Regions from separate parts of the Macaca mulatta genome. Here region 2 is linked to region 1. Evidence: chromatin contacts called from public Hi-C data. All regions are on one chromosome and are shown on one strand. Each heading gives the region's core, a stretch centred on a gene start, on an enhancer-like site or on the middle of the called end of the contact. The rest is flanking DNA. Distances are from core to core; before and after follow the strand shown. Region 1 holds the start of KDM4A (lysine demethylase 4A). Region 2 holds the start of PTPRF (protein tyrosine phosphatase receptor type F).

The links. A called contact is a pair of places that touch in the nucleus more often than the background predicts.
Region 2: a Hi-C map of fetal cortex germinal zone shows a contact between it and region 1, with 4 times the contacts expected there. The contact joins the promoter of PTPRF here to the promoter of KDM4A in region 1. A contact is called at or near these places in 3 of 14 Hi-C or Micro-C datasets (fetal cortex germinal zone, fetal cortical plate and liver).

What each region holds. Positions count from the first base shown.
Region 1 is chr1:197,016,289-197,019,083 of T2T-MMU8v2.0, forward strand. KDM4A (lysine demethylase 4A) reads right to left here and starts at 1,352. Exons shown (of 23, transcript XM_077960314.1): 1 at 1,234-1,352. All of the region lies in intron 1 of MED8 (mediator complex subunit 8), which reads left to right.
Region 2 is chr1:197,136,243-197,139,037 of T2T-MMU8v2.0, forward strand. It overlaps PTPRF (protein tyrosine phosphatase receptor type F), which reads right to left and starts at 1,411. Exons shown (of 30, transcript XM_077960287.1): 1 at 1,200-1,411. The region is part of intron 1 of MED8 (mediator complex subunit 8); the gene reads left to right.

The sequences.
Region 1 (2,795 bases), core at 102-2,601:
AAATCCAGTTACCCGTATCTCCTAGGCTTCCTTTCCATCGAAAATAAGGCGTGTTTCTAAACAGGCGCTTTTCATGAACCTGGCAGAAAGTTTGCATGGCAGGTATACTGTTATCCCTGTTTTACATACCAGGAAATTTGCCCACAGCCCACTCTTAAGTGCACCTTCCACTGCCCTATACTGCTTACATCCTCATCTCCATCTGGATTAAGTCCTTTGCAAGGGCAGTTCCAAGTATGGAGAAACCCGAAGTTTATTTAATTTTGAAGACCCTCTTAAAAAGAAAAATGAATCCAAAATATCTTACTTTTGCAAATTTTATAAAAACATACAGTCATGTGAATACAATGTTGGGGCCCTTCCCCGGGCCTTCAAAGGGGCCCTAATGGGCTTCATCAGCCTCTGGCCCAATTCATCTTTGTATGCCTAGAACAATGCATGGCACAGAGTAGGCAATCGGTAACTGTTGAAAAACTGATTTCCTCACCCTCACCTCAATTGTTCATCCCTTCTTCAACCCTACGATTCCCTTCCCCCAATCTATTCCCTGGGGAAAGCTCCCGTTTCATGACACCTTCCCTCCCAATCAGTAACAAAGCCTAGTGATTCAAGAACACCGGCTCCAAAGTCACAACTCTGAATACAGATCCGGTCTCTGCCGTCTATTAGCTGTGTGACCTTGGCTGTGTGAGTTGACTGAGTCTCAGTTTCTCCACCTGTAAAATGGGGATCCCAACCCCCTGCCCTGCAGGGTCGCTGTGATTAGCTCAGATGATGCAAGCGAAACACTAAGCACTAGGCCCGGTACTTAACCACTCAATAAAGCTAGTTGTTGCTAACGAACCCCTCGGACTCCTGCACCCTTCCCTCGCAGCCGCTCCCGCGAACATCACTCCAAAGGCAGCGCACCCTGCTCCCCAAGGTCCCCGAACCTCACCGCGCACAGGTTCGGCCCCTCCCGGCCCCGCCGCCTTAGCGAGTAAAGCTCCGCCGCAGGAAGAAGAAAATAAGGCCCAGAGGACCCGCCCCCCTCTCCCGACGTCCATTGGCCCTGAAGATTGGAAAAGGCCAATCTCAGAACACATTCTGGAAGCTCCTTCTCCTATTGGCCGAGAAACATGCCGATCACTCACCGCTGGAAGAACCACCCCCACCGCCCCTCCCCCACAAAATTCACGGTCACGGCTACAGCAGCAAAGCGCCTCAAGAATTCCAAAACCCTATAGTTCTCACCTACAGCCCAAAGCCCCGCCAGGGCTTAGGCTCAGCTCCTGCTGTCGCCACTGGCCGATCCTACTGCTTTTCCAGCAGGCGAAGGACGAAACTCCGCCTCCTCTAAAGTCTGCATCTGCGCAGCCGCACAGAGTCAACCAATTCAAGGGTGGCTGCAAACCATACACCAGCCAATGAGCACGCGCCGCAGCCACCTCCCAGTCCCGACCTCAGTGTGCTCAGCCTATGAGCGCCGGCTCGGGCTGTTGCCAGGAGGAAACGCTGTACCACTCGGGACTGCGGCCAGTGAGCCTCTAGCTGGATCGCGAAGCTGGCCAATCATAGGCGGGCTCCTGGCCACCCATAACTAATCAGGGTTGAAAGAAGCTAGTACCTAGAAGTGGGCCGGTCGGGTAGATGGGTAAGGGCGGTGAGGTTACTACAGGATGTCGCTAACGAAAGGATGGGCCAAAGTTTTCTTGGGATGAGTATCCTCTTGGCCTAACGTGGAAATGTGTCGGGGCCTTTAGGGGCAGCTTCCGAGCTCAGGGAGTGCTGAAAAGATGACCGTCTTGTCCCGGTTTGTCTTGGGCGTCTCAGTTTTCAAAACAAAATCCTGCGTCCTTGGAAACCCCTCATTCGCTGTCAAGTCTGGACAGGGAAGGGAGGCTGCCCTGAGGGTCATTAGGACAGACCCTGAGGGAGGCTGTCCTTAGGGTCATTAAAAAGCAGTTCCTGGCCGGGCGTGGTCGCTCACGCGCGTAATTCCAGCACTTTGGGAGGCCGAGGCGGGCAGATCACCTGAAACCGGCAGTTTGAGACCGGCCTGACAAACATGGAGAAACCCCCGTCTCTACTAAAAAAAAAAAAAAAAAAAAAAAATACAAAATTAGCCGGGCGTGGTGGTGCATGCCTGTAGTCCCAGCTACTCGGGAGGCTGAGGCATTAGAATCGCTTGAACCCGGGAGGCGGAGGTTGCGGTGAGCCGAGATCGAGCCATTGCACTCCAACCTGGGCAACAAGAGTGAAACTCCGTCTCAAAAAAAAAAAAAAAAAAATCATTTCCTCAGTGAGCGGGGATTTGGGGGATCATTAGGAGCAGCTCTTGGGGCGGAGAGGGGGGCATCCTGGGAATCAGAAGAGGCACTTCTGGGGGGCTGGAGGGGGAGGGGGCTTCCTAGAATCATTAGGAGCGATTCCTGAGGGGTAGTGAGTCGCCTTAAGGAGTTCCCAGAATTGTCAAGGGTGATGGGGAAGGTCAAGTAGGAAAGTAAAATACCCACAACCAGAGTCATAAAAAATGTACAAAATTACCATGGGTGAGTAATGGGGTAGTGCCATGGAAAGAGCTATATGGAGTCAGGCCTGTGTTCAAAACTAGTAACTTTGCTGAGCCTGGGAGTTCACATCAATACAATGGAAAAAATAATGCCTCGCGGATTTTGTAAAGAGAAGAGTTAATGAATGTTGCCAAAAAGAACATATTACATAGAATGCTATGGACTTACGGTATGGACCAATCATCATTTCTGCATCAGGCTGGGTACATGCCTACTGAAAAAAAAAAGTGTTAAAAAAAAAGT
Region 2 (2,795 bases), core at 161-2,660, 120 kb after region 1:
TCAGGGGCCCTGCACTGGGGGGCAGGGGGGTTTGAAATGGGGAGAAAGTCTAGCCCCTCCCCCTCCGAGGTGGAAGAACCAGAGGGGCAGCATTCCAGGGAAATGGGGGGGCGCCTAGCACAGAGGGTGCAGAGACACCAAGAGATGCGTGAGAGACAAGAGGCAGAGAGACACTTAGGGAGGGAGACAGAACCCAGGGAGAGGAAACAGAAGAGACCCAAGGGGAGAGAACAGAGAGACTCAGGAACAGGGAACAAGATGACCCAGGGAGACAGAACGGAGAGACCTGGGGAGAAAGAACAGAGTGATCTGGGGAAAAAGAACGGAGACAGCCGGAGAGACCCTGGGATTGCAGGGGCACTGACACGGGGAGGCAAAGACGCCAAGGAAAACAGAAAGCAGCCGAGACAGAGACGTGGGCACGACGATGGGGAGCCGGCACGGCTCGGGACAGGACGCGGGGCAGCCGCTGAGTGAACTTTCGGAGCGGGTCCGAGTGGCCACGTCCTCATGGGACAGGTCGCTCCAGGGCCTCCAGGGCGTTGCACCCGGTTGGGGGCGGGCACAACCCGTTCAGCCCCTCCCCAACCCGTGCTCGCGAACGAAGGGGGTGGGGGGCTCCAAACTCGCGCCCGGCGCAGCCCGGGACTGCACGTGCGCCGGGGCCGCGAGCGAGACCCGGGCGCGCCGGCTGCGGATCCCCCGTCGGCTGGGAGGGGGCGCCTGTGCGGCGGGGGCGGGGGCGCGGCCTGGACCCGCCCGGAGCCGGGGGCTGAGGGGTCTGAGGGCCGCCCCCGGAGCGCGTCCGCGCTAGAAGGGGGGACGAGGCGGGACTGATGAGGGGGAGCAAGAGCGCAAACGGGAAACTTTGCGCTGGGCGGGGGAAGGGGGGGCGGGCTGCGGCTAAGGTGCGGCGGAGAGGGAGGGAGGCAGCGAGGGGCGGCGGGGAGCGAGCCAGCCGGCAGCGCTGGGGGCGCGTCTGCCGCGGGGTGAGCGGGGAGGAGCCGCCAGGCTGGGGCGTGGGGGGGGCTTCGCCGAGGCTGCGGGCGCGGCAGGTGGGGGCGCGGCCCGGCCTCAGCGGCGCCCTCGTCCCCCCGGGACCGCCCCCAGCTCCGCCGGGTGGACTAGCGGGGAGGGCAAGGAGTACGGGGAAGAGACGGGCGCGGAGGGGGCTGGCGGGGGGCCTGGGGGTCACTCACCGCCTATCCAGGGGCCGTCGGTCCGCATGTCCCCCCGCAAGCCGCTGGGGCCGCTGCTCCCACTCCTCTGCCGCCGCCGCCTCCACCTGGTCCCGCTCCCGCCACCGCCACCCGAGCTGGAGCCGGAGCCCGAGCCGGAGCCGGAGCTGGAGCCGCCGCCTCTGCCGCCGCCACCGCTCCCGCCGCTCCCGCGCCAGCTCCAGCCGCGCGCTCCCCTCTCGCTCGCGCCCGCGCCCCTGCCCCTGCCGTGCGCGCCCCCGGCGCCGCCCCTCCCCTCGTGCACTCTCGCTCGTAGAGCCGCGGAGCCGCGGAGGCCCAGAGAGGCCACAACTCAACGCCAAGTCGAAACCGACCGGAACCTCAATGTTGAACCCGAACCCCAATAATGAACATGGACAGACCAAACTCTGATACTACATCCAGATCCTTCTAGTGGTTCCCAGTCCTAGCATGAACCTAATACCATTCTAGGACCGCATTTCCTCCCCATACAGATCTGAACCTGATACTGAGTCTACACCTTGCCCTAAACCCAATATTGAATCCAAAGCCCTTAATCTGCCCCCAAATTAGCACAAGTAGGAATTTTGTTCTGAACCTCTGTACTGATCCCAAATACCAATTCTGACTCTAAACCTCTTTATTACTCTACCTGCCCTAACCTTGATAGTGATGTTAGCACCAACTCTGGACCTTAAATGGACCCCTGTGCTAATGCTCAGCCCCCAGTCCCTAAATGAACCCTAAAGTCCAAAAGCTACCTTGCTATGGACCCCAATTCTCTCTCTTCTGAACCCCAAGCCTTACATAAAACTCCAGTACTGCTCTCCCATTCCCAGATCAACACCAATGCACTCTGAATTGGGATTCTCAATTCCAGAGTTGGGATTGAGTCACCAGAAAAGGACCCCCAAACAAAGATACTGACCTGAAACCCCACCCAACCTTGAGACCATTTAGGACCCTAAACCAACCCAGCTTTAATAATAATCTTAGAATCCAAGATGAGACTGGCTTTGCAGAAACCCCACACAAAGCCCCTTCATCCTCATGCTCACCCTCCACTTCTCTGACCTAGTGTCAACCCCAAGCAGAGGCTGGCTAATACCCCAATATTATACCAATTCCAACTGTGAACCTTACATTGGCCTCGGAATTAAAGACGTGATAATGCCCTCTAAGTCAAATTTAAATCTCAGTATTGAGTTTCTGACTTCTCATATCAAACTCAAATGATGACCCTAGAAATGTCTGGGTGAAACCAACAACCTACCTGAAGATTTATTCCAAGACCCACTGATGAGAGGGATTTGATGAGCTTCAACCCAAGAGCCCCTGCCTCCAGACCCCGCCCCCATGCAATCCATGCTACAACTACTGAAGAGTCAGCCAAAGCCACACCAGTTCTTTCCTATCTACCGCCCCGCCCCCCCCACCCCCCACTCCCCCATTCTCCCCCACTGCTTGCTAGGCTTCACCATGAAGATTGGGGGAACCTACCCCCGCTGCCCTGGGTCAGGTAACTGAGCAGAGGAAGAGATGACATTTCTCCTCTGTGGGGTTTCTTCTGCGGGGTGTTTCTGGTATAACACCTGA